Regions from separate parts of the Mus musculus genome. Here all the other regions are linked to region 3. The links are chromatin contacts, called in public HiChIP or PLAC-seq and promoter capture Hi-C maps. All regions are on one chromosome and are shown on one strand. Each heading gives the region's core, a stretch centred on a gene start, on an enhancer-like site or on the middle of the called end of the contact. The rest is flanking DNA. Distances are from core to core; before and after follow the strand shown.

The links. Promoter capture Hi-C pulls out the DNA fragments that hold promoters and counts their contacts. HiChIP or PLAC-seq counts read pairs in DNA pulled down with a chosen protein or histone mark.
Region 1: a contact with region 3 is called in a promoter capture Hi-C map of liver. The contact joins the promoter of 2310061I04Rik here to the promoter of Msh5 in region 3. A contact is called at or near these places in 2 of 39 promoter capture datasets (cranial neural crest and liver) and 1 of 115 datasets of contacts at active chromatin or transcription factors (pancreatic cancer cells).
Region 2: a contact with region 3 is called in a FOXA1 HiChIP or PLAC-seq map of pancreatic cancer cells. The contact joins the promoter of Vars2 here to the promoter of Msh5 in region 3. A contact is called at or near these places in 1 of 39 promoter capture datasets (liver) and 1 of 115 datasets of contacts at active chromatin or transcription factors (pancreatic cancer cells).

Annotation. Positions count from the first base shown.
Region 1 is chr17:35,895,172-35,899,571 of GRCm38.p6, reverse strand. 2310061I04Rik (RIKEN cDNA 2310061I04 gene) reads left to right here and starts at 2,194. Exons shown (of 6, transcript NM_001033630.1): 1 at 2,194-2,381; 2 at 3,500-3,901; 3 at 4,200-4,288. The coding sequence starts at 2,310. Atat1 (alpha tubulin acetyltransferase 1) reads left to right here. Exons shown (of 13, transcript NM_001142744.1): 11 at 1,105-1,184; 12 at 1,273-1,315; 13 at 1,657-1,977. The coding sequence ends at 1,831.
Region 2 is chr17:35,665,222-35,670,124 of GRCm38.p6, reverse strand. It overlaps Vars2 (valyl-tRNA synthetase 2, mitochondrial), which reads left to right and starts at 2,533. Exons shown (of 29, transcript NM_175137.4): 1 at 2,533-3,052; 2 at 3,200-3,281; 3 at 3,370-3,470; 4 at 3,873-3,994; 5 at 4,086-4,152; 6 at 4,242-4,339. The coding sequence starts at 2,852. It overlaps Gtf2h4 (general transcription factor II H, polypeptide 4), which reads left to right. Exons shown (of 14, transcript NM_010364.4): 9 at 94-177; 10 at 364-496; 11 at 686-816; 12 at 1,468-1,515; 13 at 1,619-1,697; 14 at 2,123-2,397. The coding sequence ends at 2,295.
Region 3 is chr17:35,044,373-35,049,106 of GRCm38.p6, reverse strand. It overlaps Msh5 (mutS homolog 5), which reads left to right and starts at 2,362. Exons shown (of 25, transcript NM_001146215.2): 1 at 2,362-2,407; 2 at 2,720-2,876; 3 at 3,054-3,177; 4 at 3,733-3,813; 5 at 3,931-3,993; 6 at 4,669-4,734. The coding sequence starts at 2,733.

The DNA.
Region 1 (4,400 bases), core at 945-3,444, 850 kb before region 3:
GATGTGGATTTGCTAGGAGCTTGGGCTCACTAGCCTCAGGACTGTTTCTGGATCCCTCTCCTACTCTTTGACCTCATCATGTCTGCACCACAAACCCCACAGTGCTCTCTGAAGACAAGTCCTGCCTAAGATCAAGAATCCTCACAGGGAGCCCGATGGTGGTGGTGGCGCACACCTTTAATCCCAGCACTTGGGAGGCAGAGGCAGGCGGATTTCTAAATTCAAGGCCAGCCTGGTCTACAGAGTGAATTCCAGGACAACCAAGGACTATACAGAGAAACCCTGTCTCGAAAATCCAAAAAAAAAAGAAAGAATTCTCACAGGGTACTGGGCATGGTGGCACAAGCCTTTAATCCCAGCCCTTGGGAGGCAGAGGTAGGCGGATCCTGGTAAGAGTTTGAAGCCAGCCTACATAGCAAGTTGCAGTCCAGCCAAGGCTACAGAGTGAAAGCCTGTCAATAATAATAATAATAATAATAATAATAATAGTCCAACAGGGTCAACCATCTCTAAAAACTACCCTTTCTTCCTTGCTACTGTGGCCTGAAAGTTCTTTTATTTATTTGCTTATTTATTTATTTTTAAAGATTTATTTATTGTTATATGTAAGTACACTGTAGCTGTCCTCAGACACACCAGAAGAGGGCATCAGATCTCATTACAGATGTTTGTGAGCCACCATGTGGTTGCTGGGATTTGAACTCAGGACCTTCAGAAGAGCAGTCGGTGCTCTTAACCGCTCGCTGAGCTATCTCGCCAGCCCCGAGTTCTTATATTTAAAAGAATCATTTTAAGGGAGTTCACACATTCAGGCACCATGGTTCAGCAAGCTCCTTCCTGCATGCCCAAGTGTTTTTGACATAATTAGATCACATCACACACCATCCCAGTTAGAGCAAAGCAACAGTGCAGGATGGTACAGGAAATCTTGAAGTATAAAATAAGCCCTCCCCTACCTTTGCTAGAAGTCTTAGACAAGAATCCTTTAGGGAGGTAGCTGCCCATCGTCTTTGTTCCCACGCTATCCCTCCTTTCTCCTCTGACCCCTCCATGCCACCTTTTCATCCTGAGCCTCTTCCCCTTCATCTCCCGTTTCTTCTACAGGGGGACTCCCTGGGGGCTGGTAGCCCAAAGCTGCCACTACAGCCGCCATGGGGGATTCAATACCTCATTCCTGGGTACAGGTAAGTAGCCACTTTTTCTTATTCTCCAACCAAATAGGTCACACACACATACGACTACAGTCTCCCTAGATGCCTGGTATTTCCACAGGCAACCAAGAACGGAAGCAGGGGGAACAGGAAGCGGAGGATAGGTGAGGTCTACACCTCCCCCTTAACAGCTGCCAGCACCTTCTGACACTGCCTAACACTACTCCTCCTGCTTCCTCCTAAGTCTGTGTGAACTGGATACCAGTTTCCCCCACACATCTTTCTACCTAACGTCGTATAAGCCTTCTTCCTTGTGGCTTGAATTCTGGTGTTTTTCCCCTCTGTCGTGCTCTGAGTACTTAAGTTTGGACACCGTGGTAACTGTCCCAGCCTTAAAACCCAACAGGTGTCTGTACATTACCCTGCACCCACAACCTTGAAGAATTGTCTCAGCGTAATTCCCCGTTAGCAGCTCTAACACACGCTTCATCTCCCTGCCCACCAGGTCGGCCAGTGAGGATCGGGTCTTGTTACTGGATGGGTCTGGGGAGGAGCCTACACAGACAGGTGCTCCAAGGGCCCAGGCGCCACCCCCCCAGTCCTGGACGGTGGGTGGGGACATAATGAACGCCAGGGTCATTCGAAACCTGCAGGAACGCCGCAGCACCAGGCCTTGGTAACCATGGCCAAAGCTTAGTCCTCAGTATGGATGCATTCATTCACTCATTCATTCAACAGGCCTGTCAGCCTCAGATCCTTTGTATCGTTATTTTTAACCAGAGCAATAAAAGTATTTATTTGTTATCACTATAGCTACCGACAAAAAGTGACTTGTCATTATTCAAATTCACATGCCCCTCAGTCTCTCTCCTGAAACTATATTCAGTCCTACCTCCCCTCATTTTGCTAGGCCTGACAAGAGGCTGCGCAGGCGCCCTGGGAGCGCCCCGGCCCGCTGTGCGCAAGCGCACTCCCGCGTAGCGGCGCCTGGGCTGCTGCGGGCCCGCTGTGCGCAGGCGCACGGTCTCTCCGTTTTCCTCCCTTAGCCCCGGCCCCCCCCTCCCTCCTTTCCCCTTCACGAAGCCGGCTCCGGGGCGCGCTGCCCGGCGAGGAGACGGAGACGGGACGCGGGAGGCGCCCGTTCACTCCCGGAACACCATGTACCGTCCGAGCCCGGGGGCCGCCCGGCGCCTCGGGCCCTGCCTCCGCGCCTACCAGGCGCGACCCCAGGTGAGGAGGGGCGGGCGGAGACCCTCCTCAGAGCCGGCCGAGGGGCGGGGCGCCGGGCCGCGCAGGCGCAGAGGCCCCCGCCGCCCCTGACCACCCGTGTGCTGCACGTGTGAGGGGCGCGGGGCCCGCTAGGGCCGGCGTTCCCGGTGAGGTCCGGGGAGCGGCTATCCCGGGTGGCCCCGGTCCCCGCCGTTCTTACCTGTGCCTGGAGGTGACTTGAAGGGCAGGGCAGAGAGGCCGGAACTGCGGGCCTGTGGTGCACCTGCAGAACGGTCCTGCCCGAAAGGCTGGCCGCTGCACCGGGTCGGGCTCCGGGGGACGGCGGGAGCACGGCCACGCCCCCGGCGACGGGGAAGGCTCCCAGAGGGCTCGGCCAGGCCCCATGGACCCCCTGCCCCTGGGGTTCCTGGGCGCCAAGGGACTTGGAATCAGGCTTGACCTCGGGTGACCTGCCATCCTTGCAGTAGCAGCGTTAGTGACCGAGTTCACCCTTCAGCAATCGGCCCGATTGTCATTTAATGGTGCAGAAAATGATAATATAGAATATATATGTAATATATAATGATAATAGCTTCCGTTTATGTACTACTTTATGGGTGACGAAGTTTATACATTCATCATCCTGTTATATAGGCCTCTCCTCTATTTACTGGAAACTGAGGTGCAGGCAGAGTGCCCAGAGGTTCCAACAGAGTCAACTCAGAACTATTCACACCTTCACTTGGATGTTCTTTGCCCTGCACAGCTCTATTTCAGAATCCTGATACATGTTATATATAGATCGCATCATTTCTCCCATGGAGCAGTAAACCAGGATAATGATGGAATCATAGGTGTTCTTTCTAAAGTTGGGGACGGTGGCCCTGGTGCTGTTGTCCTCCTGCGCTCTTTCCTCATGTCTCCCTTTCCTCTGGTAAACTCTCTTCTGCAGGTAGGACTTGAAGCTTCTGATCAGCCCAGCTGGGGTGGAGGAGCATGAGCTGATTTCTTGTTCCTTTGTTTGGTTTTGTTTTTTAAAACTAGGTCTGTGTAGCCCTGGCTGGCCTGGAATCCATGGTAGCCCCTACACCACCATGCTTAGATGTCTGATTTTTTTCTTTTTGTTCTCTTTTCCCTAGGACCAGCTCTCTCCTCGACCTCTACCATTCCCCCCGCTCTGGCCCCACTCCACTCCACCGACTTCTCCATCTTTTCCTCCTCACCGGTCACTACCACCCTCACATCCTCCTACCCACCATCTTCCCCAGGCTCCTCCACCACCTCTCTCTCAGGCCCAGGCTCTCAACTCATTGAGTATGGTTCTTCCTCCGAGAAAGAGGGAGAAGGGACCAGGACCGGAACTACACAGTGGTTGCCTGGATGGGCTTAGGAGCCTTTTTGAGGGACCGCCTTGCCCCTATCCTGGGGCTGTGATACCTTTCCAAGCCCCTGGACCTTCCCACTCTTCCCCCACCACTCCATCAGGAGATGAGAGTATGGAGGAACACCTGGCTGTCATGCATGAGAGACTAAGACAAGAGGTAAGCAGCCCATCTGTAGCAGGGAAATATGGAGACTAGTCAGTTAACTTGTCCTCGTTACTGTGCTGTGAAATGCCTTCTTGGGGAAAGGGTGTCCCTGTTTGAATTAAGGACCATTAAATTGAAAGTGCCGTTTCACTTGGGGCGGGGGTGGGGGAGGGTGAGTGGAAGTTAGAAGACCCTAAAGATAGATTACTGAGGAGCCAAACTGGTTATACTCTGGAGGTTGAGGGAAGAGGATTCCAAGCTCAAGGACTGAACCTTTCCTGCTGAGTTGATGCCTTCTTCTTCCACCTAGCTTCCCACCCTCTTCCTTCGCTCCCATGACTACACTATATATTCAATGGATGTGGAATTCATCAATGAGATCCTGAACATTCGTACCAAGTGAGAGTTGGGACGAGGGAGGGAGAAGAGGACCCATGCTAAATAAATACTTGGGTCTTGTCCCAGAGAAGGTTCTAGCTGCTTCCTGAGACTGTTCCCCCACACCTTGGCA
Region 2 (4,903 bases), core at 1,284-3,783, 620 kb before region 3:
GAACCCCCCGAGAAGGCAAAGCAAGGAGGGCACATAGGCTGGGTAGTGACCGGTGGACGTGTCATAGCCCCCAGCTGGCCATCTCTTCCCCAGGACTACTCTGTGGAGGGGATGAGTGACTCTTTGTTGAACTTCCTGCAACACCTGCGTGAGTTCGGGCTTGTTTTCCAGAGGAAGGTATGTACACCCAGCCACCTGGCCTCTAGGAGAGTCGGGTGCTGGGGTGCAGCTGCAAGACTAGGACTAGTACTTGGGTACTAGTACTAGTAGCTAGGACTGAGTACTTGGGTCATTTGAGGGAGGAGGTTTCACAGGAGGGTGGTTACCAGAAAGAGGACCCCATCTTGCCCTGTGTTCTTCCAGAGGAAGTCCCGGCGTTACTACCCCACACGCCTGGCCATCAACCTCTCATCTGGTGTCTCTGGGGCTGGGGGCACTGTGCACCAGCCAGGCTTCATTGTCGTGGAAACTAATTACCGACTGTACGCCTATACCGGTGGGTCTGTGTGGGGGTGAGTGGGTAGGGAATGCAGAGGGGAAGGACACAGGAAAAAATCCAGTTAGGACCGTGTTTCCTGGGTGGTTTATGTAGCTCCCTAGTATTTATTCCTACACTTGAGGGTGGGGCTGGAGGAAGGCAGGGCTGGGCAGCCTCCTCACTCCTCCTCCTCTATCCCTGGGGCAGAGTCGGAACTGCAGATCGCTCTCATTGCCCTTTTCTCCGAAATGCTCTATCGATTCCCCAACATGGTGGTGGCACAAGTGACCCGGGAGAGTGTGCAGCAGGCCATTGCTAGTGGCATCACAGCTCAGCAGGTATCCCTACTTGGAGTAGAGGTCGGGAGAGGGGCTGTGCTCATCCTGGGGGCCAAGGTATTCCTGTCACAGCCTCAGGTCTGTCAGGGGAGGTGGCGAGTCACCGGGGTAACCTGGAAGGTCATGGAGTGAGACGGTCTAGCTCTGAATCTGTCTCACTCCACAGTTCACGGCTGCCTTGTCTTTGCGAGCCTTACTCTGCTCCCAGTAAACAGCAGTCCAGGGGTGCTGGAAGACTAGATGTTAAGATGCTTAGCTTAGAGCCTGCTGAGATATGGTTGCTACTGCCATCTTAAAGAAAGAAAAACAAGGCAAGACTATGGAGAGAACAGATGCATCATAGAGGGACTCGCAGGAGGTGCACCTGAAAGTAACAGTAGAACAGGCCTGGGTCTTGTCAGGCTTGTGGCTAGGAGAACAGAGATGCTGTTTCAGTGACATTAGCTCAGATGACTTTCTACATTCTTCTTTTTTAAAGTTTTATTATACATAAGTACGCACCAGAAGAGAGCGTCAGATCTCATTACAGTGGTTGTGAACCACCATGTGGTTGCTGGGATTTGAACTCGGGATCTTCTGAAGAGCTGTCAGTGCTCTTACCCACTGAGCCATCTCGCCAGCCCGATTTTCTACATTCTTGTGTTTTCCTAGATAATCCATTTCCTAAGGACAAGGGCACATCCAGTGATGCTCAAACAGGTATGACTGGGTACCAAGACTCAGGGGGGCTGGCAGCCTGGGCACCTAGCCGCGAGAGGATGGATGAGAAGCCAGGTCCTATAGCCTCACCCTTGTCCTGCAGAATCCTGTGCTGCCCCCCACCATAACAGACCAGATTCGGCTGTGGGAGCTGGAAAGGGACAGACTCCGGTTCACTGAAGGTGAGTGGCTTCCGCTGACCTAATCTCAATCATTGGCTAAAGAGGTAAGGCCAGCAATTTCACGCAAAAGTTTTGTGCATTTCGTATTTGTTTCTCAAAAGGGAAGGAGAGGAAGACTGATCTTTTATTTTGGTATATTAGTAGCAGGAAATATGTCCCAAATCAGTGCAGTTTGAATTAAGCTAGGTGAGGGGATAAGAGGCAGGGTAATTCAGTCTTCTCTTTAGGTGGGTTTGCGTGGCTTTTCTTGTGGATTCTGCTGTCTTTTCGAGTGTCTGGATGCCACAGGTGTTAAAGTTGAACAGTCGACTATCCGTAGAGAATTAGTCCTAAGAACTGTGGCCTGCAGCCCCTGCCTGCATGCTGCTTGGAGGGGCAGAGACCACTGCAGCCCCTCACCTCCTGCCTGTCCCACCCGACCCCAGGCGTCCTGTATAACCAGTTCCTGTCGCAAGTGGACTTTGAACTGCTGCTGGCCCACGCGCGGGAGCTGGGCGTGCTTGTGTTCGAGAACTCGGCCAAGCGGCTGATGGTGGTGACGCCGGCAGGGCACAGCGACGTCAAGCGCTTCTGGAAGCGGCAGAAGCACAGCTCCTGAGCCGGCCAGGTCCAGCCCCGGGCGGGCAGCTTTCCAACTCAGATGTATTTTGTTTACACACCGGGATATTTCTTGTTTAATAAAATTATGGAAAAAAATCTACGCGGCTTCAGACGTCTGCCGGCGTTTCCCTACCCAACGCAGTGATACCCGCTTCTAGCCAGAAAGCCGGAGGAGCGAGAGTCTTTTACGCATGCGCCTGCGTGTCCCCGCCCACGCATGCGCGCGCACCTCGCCATGCACCTATCGGCTCTGAGTTCGCCGGGACGTTCGAGTTAGAGGCGCATGGCCGAGGTTGCGGGGGTGGGGGTGGTCCCAGGCTTCCGAACCCCAACCTTCGTGTCCGCGTCAGTGCCCGGTGACGGGCAGAGCTCCCGCCTTCTCTGGACGCCCTGGTTTCAGTGATTCCAGAGTGCTGTCCACACCGTGCGCTCCGCCCCTAGGCGGAAGGACGTAGAGTGAGAGAGGGTCCTGCGGATGGGAGTGAAGGGTTGCGACCTCCTGCATCCCATGGCCTCGTAGTGAGCAGACCTCCATCCCTTCCCAAACACTCCCGATGCCTCATTTGCCTCTGGCCTCTTTCCGGCCACCGCTCTGGGGGCTGAGGCCCTCATGGGGTCTTTCCAGGCCCCAGGCACTTTGTACACAGCCGGAGCCCCACGGCTCCCCTGTCTCTCGGAGGAACCGTGAAGCCAAACAGAAGCGCCTGCGCGAGAAACAGGCGGCCCTGGAGGCTGGGCTAGCTGAGAAGAGCAAGGTCAGGGGTCAGTCCTTGGGTCTCCCAAGACTTGGGAAGGGGCTGAAAGAGACTGGCGCAGGGATCCAGATGACTGTGGTGTATTGGGGATTGCAGCCTCCACCCCCACTCCGCAACACACACACACACCCTGTTTCCTCCCTGCAGATACCTGCAGTGCCCACTAAGGCCTGGAGTCACAAGGAGGTAGTATTGTATGAAATCCCCACCGGGCCAGGTGAAAAGAAAGGTAAAGTGTAGGGTGTGTTTTGCGATGTTGTTGCTCTTTGGTCTGCTAACATGCAGTTCAGTAGTGGATCTCTGTTCTGCTTCCACAGATGTTTCTGGGCCCCTGCCTCCTGCTTACAGTCCCCAGTATGTTGAAGCGGCCTGGTACCAGTGGTGGGTGCGAGAGGGCTTCTTCAAACCAGAGTATCAGGTCAGTGCGCGGCAGAGGGCTTCTATGAGGTCCTTAAGACAGAGTGAGTGGCCCTTGAACTTGGTGGGCACAGGCTAACTTCACAGTTGATGTTTATTTCTTTCGGCCCCTGGTTTTCTTTTTGCCTCCCCCGTGTTGGATTTCAATAATAATAATAATAATAATAATAATAATAATAAATTTGAGACACTGTTTCTCCACGTAGTCCTGGCCGTCCTGGAACTCTGTAGACGAGGCTGGCCTCAAACTCAGAGATCTGCCTTCCTCTGCCTTTTCACACGTGTGCCACTACACCTGGCCTTCTTGAAGTTCTTTTTGCCCCAAGGCACCAGAGGGTGCTGTTCCCCTAGGCAACAGCAACAACTAGTTCTCCCTCGCCTCTGACTTCCTCATTCCTTCCAGGCAAGGCTGCCCCAAGCTACAGGGGAGACCTTTTCCATGTGTATCCCACCTCCCAATGTCACCGGCTCCCTGCACATTGGCCATGCACTCACAGTGGCGATCCAGGACGCACTTGTGCGCTGGTGAGAGGCGGTGGGGCCACTGCAGTTCCCGAAGGGAAGGCTGGAAGTGAGGATCAGTGAGCTCAGAGTCCCCATGGTGTTTCTGTGGCAGGCACCGGATGCGTGGGGATCGCGTGCTGTGGATCCCCGGGTCTGATCACGCAGGAATTGCTACACAGGTGGGTCTTGTGCCCCCCTCTGCTTGGTTGAAAGTGCCGTCTTTATGTGAAGCCTGACTAGCTTTCATTTACACCTGATCCCATTTCAGGCCATGGTGGAGAAGCAGCTATGGAAGGAGCAGAGGGTGCGGAGACATGAGCTGAGCCGGGAAGACTTCCTCAGGGCCGTGTGGCAGTGGAAACATGAGTACGAGGGCAGGGCCAGTGGGATTGTCAGCACTACTTCTGACTTGTAGCATTTGGTTTTTCTGGCCTTGTGCTTCACTGTCTCGGAGCAGAGGGAATGATGTCTGAGCCAAGAGTGTGTGTGTGTGCGTGTGTGTCACAATGTGCACATTTGTCTGTATACTGTGCTCATGTTAGAATGCACACACGTGTGTACTATGCTTGTGTTGGGATGCACACTTGTGTGTCCTATGCTCATGTTAGGATGCACACATTTATGTGTATATGGATGGATATATACAAATGTGTGGTTTATTTAACCTCCTTGTCTTATTTTCCTTTGGACTTCATCACCTCTCCCATGCCCCTGGGCCTTCCTATGTCTGTGGTGGTCATGTGCTTCTCTCTCTCTTTCTCTCTCATTTTCTCTCTCTCTTTCTCTCTCTCTCACACACACACACATTTTTCACAAAGTGGCTGCTCCCGATAGGTGTGTACAGGCCTTGGCCCATGGGCCTCTTGCATCCCAGTGTAGCTGTGAATTGTAAACTTAAAACCTTTTGAGGACTTTTTGCTTTACTACATA
Region 3 (4,734 bases), core at 1,113-3,612:
TGTAGACCAGGCTGGCCTCAAATTCAGAAATCCGACTACCTCTGCCTCCCAGGTGCTGGGATTACAGGCATGCGCCACCACTGCCCTGCCTACTACTTCTACCTTTTTTAAAAACAAAAACAAAACCAGGCATAGTGGTGCACACCTTTAATCCCAGCACTCAGGAGGCAGAGGCAGGCAGATTTCTGAGTTCGAGGCCAGCCTGGTCTACAAAGTAAGTTCCAGGACAGCCAGGGCTATACAGAGAAACCCTGTCTCGAAAAAACAAAAAACAAAAACAAAACAAAAAACAAAAAAACCTAAAATATGTCTGCCAATATCTAACCTCCACACTCTAAATTTCTCTACTATCGACTAGCTTTCTTTTCTTCTCAGTCTAACACACACACACACACACATATACAGACATATTTGAAGAAAATATTCTGGACTTGGAAAGACAGAGAGGAAAGACTGGGCTGGAAACTGAAAGAGGCAGGGAGGGCTGAGGTGAATTGATGCATGTTTGCTGGAACAGCAGTTAGTTAGTGGTTTCCTCTTGTGCTTCCTCTTCTGAGAGCTTTCTCCTCCCTGGGGCGCGGGGGGCGGGGGGGGGGGCTGGCTTATCTCTCTCCTCCCCAGGAAGGCAGAATATACTTGGTGTTTGGGCTTTTGAACTACAGCGTTGCAGACAGTTGTAGACTGACTCATGCGTGAGCCCCAGCTGAGTCCTAAGAATGTTCCCTCTATGCTGACCCTTGAGATCTGCACCAGAGCCTCTTCCCACTGATAAGAGAGATGGCTTCCATGAAGCCTTATTTCCCAGACACCTCCTTTTTTCCCTCTGGTCAGCAAGTGGCCAGCGGGCAATCTGCTCACAGTTAGATCGCTGGGAGAAACTTTAGATTCAAACAGGTTTGGCTGCCTCTCTTGGCTGTCTTTATGGCCGCAGCTGCTCTGATCATCACTATTGACTGTGGCTGCCTGAATTGCTACGCACACACAAATGCGTTATCTTGCCTTTATTTTCCAGGCTGCTCTGTCCTGGGATCACCCAGCAGTGCTCCTGGATTTGAAGCCAGGACTGCATTAAAAAAAAAAAAAATGTAGACTGCCATCTTATCTCTGAGCTCCCACTTCTTCTTTCTCCAGCTCTTCTTTTCTTCTGCTGCCTTCTCTTCCTGGGTCTGATCCCTTCCTCTTCTTGGTAAACCAGTCCCTAATCTCTTCATACCCCAGAATGGAAGGTGTGTCCCTCTCTGCCACTCCCCAGAGCTGTCACCAATAACCTCTTCCAGGTTTCCATAACTCCATTGCTCAATAATTTGCCAAGAGTAACCATTAACCCAGCCCTTAGACCTGCTCCCCTTTGGAGATGATTTTTCCAGTCGCTGATCAGCAGAGCCAGGTCACCTCATGCCATTTCTGAACCTCAGGCAGGATCTTAGTTTAGTGTAGCTAGGACAGTTTTTAAAAAATTATGTGGTGTGTGAGTGTGAGTGTGAGTGTGTGTGTACAAGCAGCACAGGTATGGAGGACAGAGGACAATCTGGGTACAAAATTGAAGGTACTTTTACCTGCTAAGCCAGCACTGAAGTTTTTGTTTGTTTGTTTATTGTTTTGTAAAGTATGGTTTTTTTTCTTTCCCTCAGAAACTCCTTCCTTCTCCTTCTTTCCCATCCAGATGGATCATCAGTCAGAGATACCCTGTGTCCTTAGGGGTGAGAGGACTGTAGTATGGTTGTATGTGTTCTAATTAGGTCTACTTTCAGAATTTAGTGTCTTTCAGATACTTATACTTCCTCTTCAGGGGTTCCAAAATAATCAAGCCCCGTGTTGCTCCTGTGGTTGGTGATCATCTCCTGCAATCAGGAAACAGGCAAAGTAGGTCTGAAACAGGAGTTAGTTCTTACTTCCACTTATTTATTTAAAACACTCATGTAGCGCTTACTTTGTTTGCTGGGCACTGTTCTGAGTTTTTTATAAATATTAACTTAGTGGGTACAAATATTAACGGAGTTGTTGCTGTTGGCACAGGTTGAATTAATGTTGCTTCTCTCCACTCTTCAGGAAGGAGGAAGACTGCCTCTGGCCCTTTAAGGTCGGCCTCCGGGCTCTGGCCTTCTCCACCGTGGCCCAGACCCTTTTTCCAGGCGGGGACCTTAGTTTAGGGCGGGCTCCGCCCAACATCAATCAAAGCTCTGCGACACGGCTGCTTAGCAACGGCAGAGGGCGGGAATTTTGAACACTCTAGCACCGCCCCCAATGCAAACGGACCAATCGACATCTAGCGTCCTCACCGCCTTCCCGTTGGATGGCTAAGCAGACCCTTTCAGCCACTAAGGGGGCGGGGCGAGCGCGCGCGGCCCACGCCTACAGGCTGCAGGCTTGCGGCGGTTGGTCAGGGAGGTGGATCGTCGCGGCTGAGGTGACGGAAAAGGCGGGAAAGTGCTGCGAATTGGCGGCTCCAGTGGGGTGGGGGTGGGGGAGGGGGTGGGGGTGGGTCAGGAGAGCGCGCTGCGGCTGTAAGGGCGTGGGTGGCGGGAGAGACTTGACGTGACAGCGCGCTCCGTCAGAGCTTCCAAAGCACGGCTTCGAGTGACAGGAATGAGGGTGGGACAGTAGCTCGGAGCTGCTCCCAACCTAAAGGGGCAGCCCCCGCGCCTGTCCCCTGAAAGCCCGCGCACCAGCCGCCTGCTGAATGCTGCTTTTGGACCTCCTTCCCCTCCCATGTCCTCAGAGTCGCCGAGCCCATGGCTTTCAGAGCGACCCCAGGCCGGACGCCGCCGGGACCCGGACCCAGATCCGGAATCCCCTCAGCCAGCTTCCCCAGCCCTCAGCCCCCAATGGCGGGGCCTGGAGGTATCGAGGAAGAGGACGAGGAGGAGCCCGCCGAGGTGTCCGCGGAGTTGGGAGGGCTGGGAGAGGCTGAGCCGACCCCGTTTCACGTTGACTAAACTCCCCATGAGTGCCTATCTCCGAGATTTGGTTAAATGATTAATAATAAGGGATGACCAATCCATGCCCTTCCGAGGGATTCAGATATCGATCCCCTTTCCTTCCTCGCGGGACAGATCCATCTGTGCGTGCTGTGGAGCTCGGGATACCTGGGCATTGCTTACTATGACACTAGTGACTCCACTATCCACTTCATGCCAGATGCCCCAGACCACGAGAGCCTAAAGCTTCTCCAGAGAGGTGCGACAGAGCCCTGCATTCCTCTCCTCTGGGGTGGGACGTGTGTTCACTCATACATCCTCATGTAGTTTATAGTCACCTGATTTAGGAATTACTTATTCAACACAACTTTATTAGGTACCTACTGTATGTGAAATGCTACAGATTTTGTCCCTGGCAAACCATGATTTTAGTGATAGTTTCCAGGACACTCTTGTTCCTTCCCACCGTGCCTTTACTAAGTCTCCTCCACTGCGCTCCCAGTGTGCAGACCATCCCTTACAGACATAAAATAACTTTAGTTTGGTTTTGGTTTTTTTTTGAGACAGGGTCTCACTATGTACTATGTGGCTCTGGTTTATCCTGAAACCTATTGTGTAGATCAGGCAGATTTTGATTTCATGGAGATTCCCCTGCCTCCCAAGGGCTGGGGTCAAAGGCATGTGTCACCATGCCTGGCTAAGATGATAAATTCTTGAGGAGAACAGACAGTGGCAGGAAGAGAGCCACCACTTTCCTCTTAGTCACAGTGGAGATATCCTTCGACTCATCAGGCACCTTCCTTCTCTCTTCAAGTTCTGGATGAAATCAACCCCCAGTCTGTTGTCACAAGTGCCAAACAGGATGAGGCTATGACTCGATTTCTAGGGAAGCTTGGTAAGGATTGCATAGAGAAGGGGAAATGGAAATAGACTACTAAATCTTTGGCTGGGAGGGAGCATGGGACAATGACAGGCCTGAACTGTACAAGACTGTGGCCTCTTGCCTCCACAGCCTCCGAGGAGCACAGAGAGCCAAAGGGACCTGAAATCATACTTCTGCCAAGCGTGGATTTTGGTAGCTCCTTCCTTTTATGTTACCAGCCCCCATCCCAGGGCCTCTGTCCTTTCTCTGAAAGGAGCTCCTATTATCAGAAACCTTGCCTCATGTACTCTTATCTGGAAGCTGCTTCCCACACCCCATCATGAGTCTCCCCGAGATCTCTCCTGCACCTTTACTATCTTTAGTACAACTTACTGAGAAACTATGGGGTTAGGTATGTGAGGAATGGGGGAGTGGAAGAAAATGGAGAGATGATACTCTTAAAAACAGTTTTGAACGTTGGAGCCAAAGTCCTTTGTTGCATTAAAAAGGAAACGGCACTGTTTCTGGGAACCATGGTCCATAAGGCACTCCCTACTTTGCAAACTTCCAGGTTTGCAAAAAGGACAGGAAATACAGGAAATGGGCAGTATTAGTATTAGTTCCATATATATCCACAATCCCTGCCATCTTGACCTTTTGCCTCCTGAGTCACTTGTCTCTCTCAGGTTGTGCTTATAGCCAGACATCTACATTACATAAAGAACCGAAAGAATGAGACTACATCTGTATGTTTTGATTCTTTCTTTAGCTTTCCTTAACCACCTCTATGGCCTTGGACAAGCCATATGGTCAGATTTGTTCTTATTGTTAAACTGGGGCAAGAGAATGGACCTATGAGACCTTTCACTCCCCATCCTCCCCAAATAGGTCCAGAGATAAGCAAACAGCGTCTCCTTTCCGGAAACTACTCCTTCATCTCAGACTCCATGACTG